Regions from separate parts of the Mus musculus genome. Here all the other regions are linked to region 1. Evidence: chromatin contacts called from public HiChIP or PLAC-seq and promoter capture Hi-C data. All regions are on one chromosome and are shown on one strand. Each heading gives the region's core, a stretch centred on a gene start, on an enhancer-like site or on the middle of the called end of the contact. The rest is flanking DNA. Distances are from core to core; before and after follow the strand shown.

What was found. Promoter capture Hi-C pulls out the DNA fragments that hold promoters and counts their contacts. HiChIP or PLAC-seq counts read pairs in DNA pulled down with a chosen protein or histone mark.
Region 2: a contact with region 1 is called in a FOXA1 HiChIP or PLAC-seq map of pancreatic cancer cells. The contact joins the enhancer-like site here to the promoter of Mrpl12 in region 1. A contact is called at or near these places in 7 of 39 promoter capture datasets (the 3T3-L1 cell line, cranial neural crest, erythroid cells and 3 more), 1 of 484 Hi-C or Micro-C datasets (pre-B cells), 1 of 115 datasets of contacts at active chromatin or transcription factors (pancreatic cancer cells) and 1 of 9 other capture datasets (liver).
Region 3: a contact with region 1 is called in a promoter capture Hi-C map of neural stem cells. The contact joins the promoter of Cep131 here to the promoter of Mrpl12 in region 1. A contact is called at or near these places in 3 of 39 promoter capture datasets (hippocampal neurons, neural stem cells and pre-B cells), 2 of 115 datasets of contacts at active chromatin or transcription factors (memory CD8 T cells and pancreatic cancer cells) and 2 of 9 other capture datasets (liver and pancreatic islet).

Annotation. Positions count from the first base shown.
Region 1 is chr11:120,482,054-120,486,728 of GRCm38.p6, reverse strand. It overlaps Mrpl12 (mitochondrial ribosomal protein L12), which reads right to left and starts at 2,092. Exons shown (of 5, transcript NM_027204.3): 1 at 1,961-2,092; 2 at 1,300-1,486; 3 at 987-1,073. The coding sequence starts at 2,037. It overlaps Hgs (HGF-regulated tyrosine kinase substrate), which reads right to left. Exons shown (of 22, transcript NM_008244.3): 19 at 4,066-4,199; 20 at 3,866-3,985; 21 at 3,628-3,714; 22 at 2,745-3,340. The coding sequence ends at 3,230.
Region 2 is chr11:120,896,358-120,901,032 of GRCm38.p6, reverse strand. It overlaps Ccdc57 (coiled-coil domain containing 57), which reads left to right. Exons shown (of 19, transcript NM_027745.1): 8 at 3,066-3,224. Among named protein-coding and RNA genes, the nearest start is that of A430102A20Rik, 34 kb to the left of the region's middle. Within about 2 kb of position 2,857, at least 36 of the 459 cell types and tissues checked have an H3K27ac peak or open chromatin away from gene starts, as enhancers often do. A contact at or near this core is called in liver and pancreatic cancer cells, where this site is marked.
Region 3 is chr11:120,084,604-120,089,278 of GRCm38.p6, reverse strand. Cep131 (centrosomal protein 131) reads left to right here and starts at 2,452. Exons shown (of 26, transcript NM_009734.3): 1 at 2,452-2,627.

The sequences.
Region 1 (4,675 bases), core at 843-3,342:
TGTATGCTACCTTGCCTGGCCCTCCCTTCAGATTTCTTCCCCCTGGTTTTTCAAGTCAGGGTTTCTTGGTACAGCCTTGGCTGTCCTGGAACTCACTCTATAGACCAGGCTGACCCCGAACTCAGAAATCTGTCTGTCTCTGCCTCCCAAATGTTAGGATGTGTGCCACCACTGCCTGGCTTCTCCCACTCAAAATTTAAATATCCCTTGGAGGGCTGGAGAGATGGCTCAGCGGTTAAAAGCACCGACTGCTCTTCCGAAGGTCGTGAGTTCAAATCCCAGCAACCACATGGTGGCTTACAACCATCCTTAATGAGATCTGACTCCCTCTTCTGGAAATGTCTGAAGACAGCTACAGTGTACTTACATATAATAAATAAATAAATCTTTAAAAAAAAAAATCACTTGGAAACCCTCTGTCAGCCAGAACTCTTTGAGAAACACCTTGCTTTCTCTTCCTCAACACCTTCAAGTTTGATTCAACATTGTCATGTTGTAGAGGCCTTCCTCGAAATTCCAAGTCTCTTCCCTACCTGTCCAAATTGGTGCAGTGCACTTGAGGCAGGCACTCTCCCACAACATCTCTGTGCCCTCCCTACTTTTAATAATACTCAAGACTGCTGCACTGTTTGGCGTACCGTTTCCTCTCTTCAGATCATTTTTCCCACCAGTGTAGCTCAGAGGGCAGAAGGAAAGCTAGCTTACAGAATCGAGGTCCTGATCCCCAGAACCCATGCGGAAGGGGAGAACCCCCAAAAGCTGACCTTTGACCACCCCCTGCTCATGCACACCCACACACATGCACGCACTAGTAAAGATCTCGAATGCCTTCGGCAGAAAATTTCCCAAAGCTATTGCAGGGAGCCCACAGCAGAACACAGGGATTACAGCTACAGACTCAAGGAGGAACAGGGAAATACCTAAGTTATTGAGTCGGGCAGTTAACTGGGCACACAGAACTGGGTCTTCCTGTGGCCTAGGCTCACCTCAGAGGCCGGTGCTGCAGCAGAGACGGGACCAGGCACCATGCCACCCATTGGCATAAGGCCGACATCCTGGATCTTCAATGTTTTCTGTAGGATGAAGGAGAGGTCTCAGTGGCTGCTTATCAAACCCTAAATGGAGGTACAAATGGAGGTACAAGCCTATTTGGCCCTACCACCTAGGAAAGTACATTTGATAATTTACCAAACTCCCAAAACACCCCAGAAGAGACAGGGACCTCTGACCTTTGTTTGGTAAAAATACAACTAGAAGGCAGGGACTTTAGTCCTGGCCTGTGCCGATCTCTCCTAATACCTTCAGGAGTTCGTTGAGGTCTGAGATCTCCAGGAGCGTAAGGCTGGCAATGTCTTGGACCAGCTGCTGGATCTTGGGGGGGTATTCTTTGGGAGCATTATCCAGAGGTGCGCCGGCGAGTGCTTCACTCCTTCGGTGGCTGCTGCTTCTCAACTGCCGCGCTGCACAGACGCTGGGCATCTGTTGCCTACCCCAGGCAAACAGCCGTTAGATCAGAAAAAACGGGAGACTCAAGGGTACAAGATCCATGTGCTCAGTCTGCCACCGCTGAGGCCAGGCTCCACAAGCTGGGGTTAAGGGACCCGAAAAAGCTTTCCTACATTTCCCATAGAGCCTCAGGAGCCCACGACTATGTCTGCAATACTGCCCAGAACGGCAGGCTTCTGGTTGAATGGAATACATCAGCCTGGCGGGTGCACAGTGCTGCACCAAGCCTTCCAAAGCACGGGGCTCGGGCTATGCTGCCGACCACGGCGATGGGTCTCAGCGGCGGGAAGCTGGGGACGAAAGGTACCTGCACCCAAGGTCGCCCAGGCCGAGCCGCCCTCTCCACGCCCCGCAGGCTGGGCCGCGGAAGGTGGCGATGCGCCCGTCACCCCTTCCCTCTGAACCTACTTCCTGCCCGCCGCCCCGGCAATGGCGCTCTAGACCACCGCTTTACCTGGCAAGGCGAAGCGCTGCCCCCCGGAGTCCAAGCCGTGGCCCCCACAGGCAGCGGCTAGCCGCCACCGGCAGCATAGCTCCGCAAGCGGGAAGGTCACACGCGGCTCTAAGCGGAAGCGACGCTCTATCCGGGAGGAGGCGAGCTGTCCGGGCCGCTCTAGCCCGGGTTGGCTCCTGGTATTACGCACTAGGCGGTGCGACGCGCAGGCGCGGAGACAATACTGGGTTGGCGCTTTCTCCATCAGTCGTGTTCCGCACGCCTTTGTCTCGCCAGGGGAATAAGTAGGCGCCCCCACCCCTTTACCTACGGAACTCATAGCCCCTTGAATTCAACTCAGTGGTCCAAGAGGTTAGCAACCTCAGGAGCCCAGTACTCTAAACCTAGGAGAAGGAAGGGCCTGGAGTCCTCCCAAGAGCTCACTAGGCGGAACCGCCTCCTTTGAGTGCACACTAAGGCGGGCGCTTAGCGGGGAGGGAAAGAGCAAAACTTGAGACCTCACAGAAGTCAGGTTGAACCGTATATTTCAGGGTGAGCTATTGAGAGCTAAAACCTTAAGCAGTGGGTAATCCTGAGGGCAGTTGGGCTGCAAAAGCCCGCGTTTGCACCCTTCCTCACCCGCCTGGTGATGTATCCTGCACCAGATGAGTCTGCAGAATCCCCACCAGGAAGGAGACTGTTGGCAAGTCCACGGTTTCTCAGCCAGTACCCAGCACACTCCACAACAGATGCAGACTATTAAATTGTTGGTCCAACCCAGCCTGCTGCCCGAACAATCAATCATGAGAGTTTTGAAATACATTTTATTTTCACTGCTCTGCACTGAGAGATGACATCCAAGGAGAAGGGGAGACAGAGATACCTAAAGCTTCTACCCTTGCTGTGCAGGAGCCACATGGTTCTTCTGGGTACCAGGGCCAGGCCTGGACACCACACAGTTAGTTCACATCAGACTCCGGGCCAGGCTAAGCATCCCCACAGCATTCACCTGTGGCACCCAACACAGCCGGGCACTCTCCAGAGAAGGTTCTACTTGCCCTGCAGAGCCCCAGTCCCGGGGAGGTCAGACGGCATCAGGACTGAAGCAGGGAACCAGTGATAGGAGCCAGACCACCGAGGACAGGGAAGAGGGCCAAGGGGGAAGGCCCACCCCTTGCTCACAGAAGGGACACTACAGGGCAGTAATAGGGGAGGAATGGCTAGTTAGACATATAAGTGGTTTCTGGTGAACTGTAGTGTTACTCTGCATGGTGAGCGCCAGACTCAAGGTCAGTCAAAGGAGATGAGCTGGGCCTCACTGCCCTGTGCTGGCGGTCCCTGTGTAGGCGCTGGCTGGGCCACAGGGGGTTGCTGCTGGGGAGGGCCGGTGCTGGGGGCCATCTGGAGAGAAAGAGCAGATAGGCTCATCACCCCCCTTCACAAACAAAACCTTCGGCTTAGAACAAGCTTCACCTTAGCACATAGTAGATCAGGTTGTTACCAATATGGCAATGGCACGTGTGATCTCTTGTAAACTTGTCTCCTGTGCAATATGGACGCATGTGTACATACGTGCACTTAATGGCATGTCATGATTCTGTCTGCTGAGCAAAGCCCCTGATGCACCCAGTGCAAGGGATCAAAGGAAGCTCAGAAGTCCAAGGGCAGGCCGCTGGGAGACGGCTCACCTGCTGGTACAGGGGCTGCTGCCCTGGGATGTAGGGCTGCTGGGCTGGCAGAGACGCATCCTGCCCGGGAAGGGCGGTCATGAGATTCTGTGGGAAGTAAGATGGAGCCCGACACTGAGTTATCTGTGACCAGACACAAACAGACCCTCCTGGCTGGAAGAAAGCAGAAGCGAGAGCAAGGAGGAGAGGGCCTGCCTGGGATAGCCCTCTGTGCCTAGCAAAGACTAGGTCTCTTTACCTGCATATTGTACGGCTGGTAGCCCATGGACATTGGCTGGCTCCCCATGTAGCCTATGTTGCTGGTCTGTGGAGGCTGTGAGATGGCTGGGAGGCTCTGTGGGGCCTGAGAAGCCACGCTCTATGGAAGGAAGGCAGTGAGGTGAGGGAAAAGATGAGGAACAGGCAACGGCTGGGTGTAGATGCTGGGTGCCCACATACCTGGTAGCCTGGGGTTGGTGTGGGCTGGTAGGAGGAGTAGGCAGGACTGGTGGTGGGCCCGGCCTGGGCCTGAGGGGCTGCCTGTGCCCCAGGGGCACCTGTTGGGTACATGTAGGCGCTGACCATGCTGGGATCTGTGACAACAAAGGTGAGCTGGCTCAGCACAGAAATGAGATTAGAAAAGAACACCCTCGCCTGGGTTTCTCCTTTTGTTGTGACTTTCAAAGCCAGGGATATGTTTCACATCCTCGTAAAAGAAAAGTAAAGCCAACATGTGTGGGGGTGGGTGGGGTGGGGTGGGGTGGGATGAGGTCCTATGGGAGGGGGAAGCAAAAAAAAAAAAAAAAAAAAAAAAAAGAACCAAGTTCTTTTTGTTTTCATAGTGCAAGGGGCTGAGCCCAGGGTCTTATCCACATTGGGCAAGCACTCTCTACCTGAGCTACAGCCCCACCCTTCAAACTGTCTTGGAACAAGTGGTAGTCAGACTGAAGGAGTTAGGGAGAGCTGACACTGATAATTTCTGAAGCCCATACTTGGAGTTTCAAAACTGAGACCACAGCAACAAAGACAAACAGTCCTGACTTACAGCAGCCCAGGCTAACACTTCAGA
Region 2 (4,675 bases), core at 1,608-4,107, 410 kb before region 1:
GGATCTCGACCCAGGGTTGACCTCTGACCTGTGCAATGCACCCACACCACACATGTCCTCCTTCACACTCTTGCACATGCATACACACAAGAATACCATGCCTAACAAGAGTTAACTATTTTAGTATTGAGCTATGGAGGGCAGTGGCTTGTTAAGTCAAACTTTGTGTCTTTAAGGCTGATATCCCAGTGTGAACAGGCCACAGTCTTTTATCTGCTCTGTACACATGGGTGTTTCTCCTCTGTTCTTAAGAATGACTCTGCTTTAGTGCAGGTAGCAGACGTCCTTTATAGATGTTGCTTTCAATTCTCTAGTGGACATGAACAGAGGTGGAAATTCAAACCATACAGCTCTGGGTTTAACTGGGTTTTTTTTGTTTGTTTGTTTTTGTTTTGCTTTGTTTTTGAGACATGGCTGCCCTGTGTAGCCTGAGGTGGCTTGGAAGCCTCTATTCTCCCACCTCAGCCTACCCAGTGCTGGAATTACAGGTGTGCTCCAGGACACTGGCTCCTTCCCAATATTTAATTCAAGCCAGAGTGTTTGGACAACCTGCTCTGCTTGTGCCTCGTGTCAAGAACTGTGGGCACTGGAGAGGTATAGCACTGGGTGTGCGGCGCTGAGCCCCATCCTGGGCAGTGAGGAAATACACAGGGACGCAGTGTTCAAAGGAACACTGAAGTCGGGTATTTGCTAACATTCCCAGGCTTAGATGAGGGTATTTTATCTTTTTTTTTTTTTTTTAGATTTATTTATTTATTATATGTAAGTACACTGTAGCTGTCTTCAGACACACCAGAAGAGGGAGTCAGATCTCGTTAGGGATGGTTGTGAGCCACCATGTGGTTGCTGGGATTTGAACTCAGGACCTTTGGAAGAACAGTCAGGTGCTCTTACCTGCTGAGCCATCTCACCAGCCCCTCTTTTTTTTTTTTTTTTAAAGATTTGTTTATTTTATGTATATGAGTACACTGTAGCTGTCTTCAGACACACCAGAAGAGGGCACCAGATCCCATTACAGATGGTTGTGAGCCACCATGTAGTTGCTGGGATTTGAACTCAGGACCTCTGGAAGAGCAGTCAGTGATCTTAACCACTGAGCCATCTCTCCAGCCCCCACTCCCCACCCCTTTTTTTTAAGCAGACAAATTGCTACCCAAATTACACTTCTACTATGGGGAGAAGTAGTTCTTAGACCTGTGTAGTATCAGGAAATTAAAGCTTATTCTACATGGGCTAGATAACTCAGTGCTTAAGAGTGATGGCTACTCCTCCAAGGGTCCGAGTTCAGTCCTCGGAACACACATGCAGACAAAATACCACAGACATAAAGTAAAAATAAAACTAGCAATTGTACTTTGAGAAGCTTGGTGGTACTGCTTTGTTAAGTCCAGTGTGCTCTGGTTTATTTTGTAAGAAACCCAAGCAGCTCACCATAGTGAGCCAACGATGCCCAGCTGTGCTGTGGCTGCCTCGAGGAACGAATGCTGGCTCATTGCTGTTCCTTTGCAGTGGCAGGGCCCTACAGAGCCTGGCTGCTTCCTGCCTCCTCTTGAAGCCTTAAACTAAATGACTTTGTGTTTTGACAGGGTCTCACTCTGTATAGTCCTGGCTAGCTTGGAACTCATAATCCTCCAGCCTTAGCTTCCTGGAATTATAGTGTGTCACATCCAGGCCAGCCTGGTCTACAAAGTGAGTTCCAGGACAGCCAGGGCTACACAGAGAAACCCTGTCTCAAAAAAACCAAAAAAAAAAGGGGGGGGGGGGTTACTACTACAGACAGGGCATTTCCCTGACAGTAGAAAACAGGGCAGGGTGACATGTATCTGTAATCTCAGAGCTCTTAAGGTGAGGCCAGCCTAGGCTGCTAACTGAAACCCCATCTCAAAAGAACATGTTCAGAAAACCCAAATTTGAATCTCTCTTCTTACTTGTGGGGAGTTTGGTGACCAGTCCACCTCTGTCCAGCATGTGCTGGCATTCTGTGACAACCTCAGTGCTCAGTGCTTGCCCTCTCGGTGGGTTTGCACACATGTATGATTAGGATAAAGACACAGGTTTGCTAGTGGCATGTCTGCTCCACTTGGAGCAGTCAGAGTCTACTGGTCTTCACTGTAAGACGGCAGTAGTCATACTGGCAGCTAAGTCAGGCCACGTGTTGGGGAAAGGAGGTAGAATGTGAAGGAGGCCACAGTGGACACAGGTCACTGGACCAGGTGTTTCTGTGCTGACCCTGGGAATGCCGGCCTGGGAAGCAGCCTGGTGAGAAGTGTTGCTGAGGGCATTTCCAGGAGCATTTCCTCAGTACCAGACACCGGCTCAGAAGGCAGAGTCAGGTGGGCTTGCCCAAAGTGACTGAAAGTGGCTGCCTCGTGTGTCCTGTTTTCAGTACTCCCAGAGCGTGTGAGATGTGGCACAGTGGCTCTCCATGCTGTTCCAGGGCAGGTTTGAGACTCAACACCTGGCTCTTGATTCAGGGCAGCTACTCACCTTCTGCTTGTCATGCCCACACGGGACAGCCCATCAGCACAGAGCCCCAGAAGGTCTGTTCCCAGGGGTGTGGTCTTTGGTGCACCGTGTGACAAAGGCAGGTTTTCCGTGAGCAGGGATGGTCTTGGTTAGATGGCCTCTCCTGAAAGTGTCACTTGATGTGTGTTTTTTGGGAAAGCTTGCGTGTTTGGGCGGTTTGCCCAGCAACACTTGACTGTCAAGCTAATGTGTGGCCTCTAGAGTCTTCTTGAAGTGTGTTAGGTGCTGGACTGGGCACAGTGAAAGATGCAGAGGTGACTCACCAGCAGCACTTCCTCAGTCCCACAGGCTGTGTGTACAGATCACCTTTCCCCCTTGCGTAATTTGGCCCTTTATAGTCAATTAGTTAACAGTAGCTTGGCTGGCTGCTGGATGTTTCTTCCTGAGTAGAACCATGGTCTTAAATTAGGCAATGGTTTGCCTTCTAATGTGGCTTTTTGAGAGGGCTGGCCAACTGTGTGTGTGCTCCTCTGGGTCTGTATGGGAGCACGAGAGAGAACAGGAGACGCTCACTGCACTCCCAAACTCTTCCCGTGCAGATTTCGTGAAGATGCGGCAGCTCTGAAAGCTGCCTGGGACGCCCAGATCACGCAGATGTCCAAGGAGACTGTCTCCAAAGACTTTCAGATTCACACGCTGCAGGAAGAAGAGATGAAGCTCAAGGCACAGGTGGCCAGATTCCAACAGGACATAGACAGGTACCATTCCCAAGGCAGTCACCCATGCTGAGTGTTTCCTGCAGACAAGAACCATTACAGGTCCTCAGGATTGAAACCACATCAAACAAACTTGGCCCTGCATTCCCTGGGGGAGGAATGGTCAATGGTTTGAAAGCAGATCGTGGTGGTAGTAAGGACAGCAAACATCCAAGCCCAGAGGGCATGTCCAGAGACTTTGGGATGAGGAGATCAAGGAGAGCAGCCAAGGGCTGGTGTGGTGGCGAGCAATGTCCACCTTCCTCTGCCATCAGCTTGCAGAAGCAGACAGAGTACCATGATTTCAAGGCCAACCTGATCCCCATAACACTGCAGGACATCCATCTCTACATGGAGAGACCCTATCTCAAGGGAAAGAAAAAAGAAAGAAAGAAAGAAAGAAAGAAAGAAAGAGAGAGAGAGAGAGAAAGAGAGAGAAAGAAAGAAAGAAAGAAAGAAAGAAAGAAAGAAAGAAAGAAAGAAAGCAAGCAAGCAAACAAAACCCACCATGCTTGTCTCTCCTGTTGATTGTAGTAACTTACACTTGGTGAAAGCAAGGGCCTGTTCTTACAGTGTCATCAAGTCAGACGATGTAATCCAGATGGACACACACATCCACACCCTCCACTCTGTCTCATCCAGACCCCTCAGCTCTGTGGCCAGCCCTGACCACCCTGGGGAAGGGCCTTTGTGGACTGGACTTCTGAATGGCGGCCATAATATGGCTTTTGATCCTAGCTTCTTTGGATTTATCACTGGTTTGTGTTTGTTTGTTTGTTTTGTTTTGTTTGTTTGTTTTTAAGATTTATTTATTTATTATATGTAAGTACACTGTAGCTGTCTTCAGACACTCCAGAAGAGGGCACCAGATCCCATTACAGATGGTTGTGAGCCACCATGTGGTTGCTGGGACTTGAACACTGGACCTTTGGAAGAGCAGTCGGGTACTCTTACCCACTGAGCCATCACACCAGCCCTGTTTGTTTTGTTTTGTTTAGGTTTTCCTCTGATTTTTTTTTCTGTCCATTTTGGTACTTTGATCTCCTCTGTCCACTTTGTCCCTGTCCCTGGTTCCTGTAATCTTACTGCCTGTCAGTGGATAGCAAAGGCTTCTTATGACACTGGTCATTTGATGGCCTCCCCTTTACCTTAGACCAGCCTCACTGGAGGCTTATCAGTTCTATCAATATTTTGCTGATCTTTGTGAAGAACCAACTTAGGATTTGATTTTCTCCATTGTTGTTGTTGTGGTGGTGGTGGTTGGTAGTGGTTGTTGTTCTATTTCCTATTTCCTTTGGCTTTGGTTTGTTGTTCTGATCAATTCTGATATCAGAGCCAAGATGATTAACTCTGAGACATCTTTCCGTCTATCAGATGTAATTAGTGTTGGAAGTTTCCTTTCTAGCACAGCCTAGCTACACCCAACAAGCTCTGATGTTATTCAGCTAACGTGC
Region 3 (4,675 bases), core at 1,203-3,702, 400 kb after region 1:
AGTTAAGGGAATGGAAAGTCGAGCCAAACACTGAGAGACTTTTCAGGTGACGTCTCTCGCAGACTCACGTGAAAACCTCGCTGAGAACACAGGATCGATGGCATAGCTAGGCTGGTGAAGGCATTTTTACCACACAGTCTGACAACCAGAGTACAATCCCTGGGACCCACATGGTAGAAAAAGAAAACTGATTCATGAAGGTTATCCTTACCTCTACATGTTTGCTGTGGCGTGAGTGTACACACACACACACACACACGCACACACCCAAAGTTTAAAGCTCAAAACTAGAAAATCACCCAAATTACAGAGTGGGTAAATGATCTGACAGACATGAAGGGAGACGAATGCAGGGATGGCAGATGAGCCGTGTGATGTGCAAACCACTCACCTGGCCAGGAGAACAGCTAGCGAAGGGGCAGCTTTGGGTTACAAGAGTCCAGCTTGGGTGCTGGGGAGATGGCTCAGCTGTTAAGAACACTGGCTGTTCTCCCAGAGGTCCTGAGTTCAATTCCCAGCAACTACATGGTAGCTCATCTGTAATGGGATTGATGCCCTCTTTTGGTGTGTCTGAAGACAGCTACAGTGTATTCACACACACACCCCAACCATTCACCTATTAACGTCACTGAGAGAACAGGACCCAAACACTCCAAGAGCGGAAGGAACAGACACCAACTGGGACATTGTCTGGACAGTAACTAGAAAACATTCTGGCAGTTTCTTAAATAGCACTGATTTCTGCCCTAAGAATTTGCAGAAGATGGGAAAACCTGGGCTTACACAAAAGCCAGCAAGTGAGTGTCTACAGCTGCTTCCATCGTGTGAACTCTCGCTTGGAATAGTTGCTTCCTGGGGCATTCTAAGAGTCAGGTGACATGTTGGCTAGGACAGCAGAATGAATCCTCCAGCTTTGGGGTGGTTGGGGTGGGGATTTAGGAAGACACTCTGTGCCATCTTGTCTCTGACTTTCCTCAAGAGACAAAACAAAGGGTCCCAGCCAGCTGGTGCCTGAAGCAGCTGGGATTAAACAAGGAATGGCTCTGTAGGGTGTGGCGGAAGGGTGACTAAGTCTGAATGGGTGTTTACCCGACACCAAAGGATGTGAATTTTGATATGTATAAACCAAATCTTTCTCTTAATTTTAAAAAAGAAGCCACCGTGAGCGCATGCCTTTAATCCCAGCACTTGGGAGGCAGAGGCAGGTGGATCTCTTGAGTTCAAGGCCAGCCTGGTATACAGAGTGAGTTCCAGGACAGCCAAAGCTGCACAGAGAAACCCTGTCTCGAAAAAACAAAACAAAACAAAACACAAAACAAACAAACAAAAAAGGAAGCCACCATCAGTGTTTAAAAGCACCTACTATGCTGAGTGGTGGTGGTACACACCTTTAATCCCAGCACTTGGGAGGCAGAGGCAGGTGGATCTGTGAGTTCAAGACCAACCTGGTCTACAGAGGGAGTTCCAGGACAACCAAGGCTACATAGAAAACCCTGTCTCAAAAAAAAAAAAAAAACCAAAAAAACAAACAAACAAAAAAAAGCACTTGTATAGGACCGGGTTTTAGTTCCCAGCACCCACATGGCATCCTACAACCATCCATAACTCCAGTTTCAGGAGATCCAGCACCCTCAACATGATGCAGAAACTTACACATAATAAATCTTAGAAAGAAAAGATGAAAGCCAGGTGTGGCGGCACTTTGCCCGTAATTCCAGATTTAGGAGGGGAAAAAAGCAAAGGATCAGGAATTCCACGTCATTCTCAGCTATATAGTGTGTTCGAGGACAGCCTGGGCTACGTGGTATATGAGATGCTTTCTTAGTGCAAAAGTGGCTGAGGTTCAATGGCAGAGTCCTTATTTAGCACATGCAAGGCCCTGGACCACCATCCTAACTTACCACACACACACACACACACACACACACACACACACACACACACACGCACGCACGCACACACGCACTCACACGCACGCACACGCGCTTGTTCATAAGATTAATATGCGGATAATTTTTAAAGCATTTGAGTTTATAACATTGTTATTTAATGTAACTTCTGTTGGAGAGGCCATCTGAGCTTGTGGGTCCCGAGCCCTTTGGCAGACAGGAAAGACCACATCTATACACTTGGAGACTCCGACAGTGTCTTTGAAAGCAGTTAGGAAAGATTGGGGATAGGAGGCATCATTGCGCGGTCCTGCCAAGGCACCGGAGAGGCCCAGGGCTGCGCGGGGGCCTCAGAGGGTGCCGGGACCCGCAGGCTCCGCCTCCTTAAAGCCCCGCCCCTCTGCCTGCCCCACTCCACTTTGGCTTTCGGCAGCTCCTCCCACTCCGGGACTTACAGGACAGCCTAACGGCCCAATGAACTACCCGAAGATCAGGGCGGGCGTCCGGAGAGCCAATCCCTGAGCGGCGCGCGCTGCAAAGGCGGGCCGGCGTGACGGACAGCGGAGGAGGCACCAGGCTGGTTGCTAGCCGCCGCCGCCGCCGCTCGCCCCTGCGGACAGCGTTTTATTGTCACCCACGGCGGAGGCCGCGCCAGCCCCGTGGGGCCCCGGGTGGCTCTGCAGCCGCGCCCGCCAGGCCGAGCCCACGGGCCCTGCGCCCCAGGCTAGGTCCGCGCAGGTGAGGGGCGTCTCGCGGTGAAGGGTCGGGCCCTGCAGCGAGGTCGGCCTGTGCCCAGTACCCCCAGCCCCGGAAGGTCGCCGTGGGCTCCATTCGGGCGGCCCGGAACCCCTGCCTTAAACCTCAAGAGACCTAGGGGATGCGGGTCGCCCGCGGAGGAGCACAGCAGTGCGCTGCTCAAGGGCTCTGCCTCTGCGAGTCAGCTGGCCCCCGAGGGAGCAGGCTCCTGCCCCTCCGGCTCCTGCGGGAGGCGCGGTTTTGTCCAGGGTGAGGCTGGCCTCCCCAGCCTCCGGCCATCTGGCTTATAGATTTCCATGGAGAGGCTATGTTTACCGCCCAGAACCTCACTGGCTGCACGTGGTGCTGGGAAAGCTATGTCCACCAGACTTAGGAGCTTAGGATCCACCAAGGTGTAGCCAGTGCCAAGAAGGGCAAGGTATTAGGTTTCACCTACACAACCAGAAATGTGTAACGGGGACACTGGCCGGACTGATGGCAAAGCAGCCTCAGAGTAGGGACACTGCCCCCTACTACACACATCTGGATGTCAGTACCAAGGCAGCTTGACTTTGGACCATGGTGAGTGTATGCTCCTGGCTCCCTGACTCTGAAAGGGGATTGTAATCACTTAGCAGTTGTCCCATGTCCCATCTCCCAGGTCTCAGGACCTCAGTGCCCTCCACACATCAGGACCTAAGACTGTGTGGTCCCTGTCCTCTCAAGGGAGTCCTAGAGAAAGCAAAACAGTTGGTAGAAGAAAAGCTGATGGTGCTGTGGAGGCAGGGGGATTGCAGATGCAGTGGTGTGCTAGGATGCACTGCCAAGATTTGAGGAACAGCAGGGAGGGAGGCAGGCTTAGTTAATGCACAATGAAGTGCTTATAGAAAACAGGGTCAGAGCTGGACTTCTCAGGTACTCAGATTTACTCTGCCATCCTGAGAAGCCATTTCCCCTGTGGGTATAACCTGAGCTGAGAGCAGTGTGGAAGTATTGGGTGATGTGAGCACGGGCCCTGGCCGGATAGCCTGCTGTACTTGTGCAAAGCTCAGGGATGGAGAGGGTGTATAAAGGAGAGAGTCTGGGGCAGAGTTCAGGGCGTCTTGGGCTTTCAGGGATGAGAAGAGCCAGTGGGAGACTGCAAGAGAGAGCACCCTGCAAGGGAGGTATCAGGGTGCCTCTGAAACAAGAGAACAGCTGCCAGGTCCCCGGAGTTCATGGATGCTCTGTGGTGACGCAGGGACTTGGGAGTCCACATCCTACTAGGGTAGCTTGAAGCTGTTGCAGGATCTCCAGGATCCAACCTCAAAGCCACATGTACCTCAGGATAGCCCAGGAAGATGCACTTTTTTTTTAATGTAGAGAATGTCCTAGGGCTGGGGTGAATGGCAGAGCCAGGCTCACAGCCACCACTGCCTGCTGCTAGCACCCTCTGGGATCGCTGACCCCCAGCTACTCACAGCTCACCATTTAGAGCCCAGCGTAGGGTTTAGAACAATCTTGTCTTCTCGTGCTCCTGGCAGAGCTCCTCCATCCCCAGTGGTGGCTTCTGAGAGTTTTGGTGGCAGGTAGACCCACACGTCCAGAGTGAGTGGAGATTGTGAGTGCAAGGGGTGAGATTCCTCCATGGTATCTTGTCTCCCCCACCTCGTTCTCCCACTTCCCTTCCTCTACCAACTCCTCTTCCTTTTTTTTTTTTTTTTTTTGGTTTTTTTCTTGAGACAGGGTTTCTCTGTATGGCCCTGGCTGTCCTGGAACTCACTTGGTAGACCAGGCTGGCCTTGAACTCAGAAATCTGCCTGCCTCTGCCTCCCAAGTGCTGGGATTAAAGGCGTGCGCCACCACCGCCCGGCTCTTTGTTTCTTGAGACAGGGTTTCTCTATGTAGCCCTGGCTGTCCTAGAACTCCCTCTGTAGACCAGGATGGCCTCAGAACTCAAGAGATCTGCCTGCCTCTGCCTCCCAAGTGCTGGGATTAAAAGTGAGCCAGTACTGCCCATGAGAAGGGCCGGGGGGGAGGGGTGGCTGCCCACAGCCCAGGGCCTGTCCCTC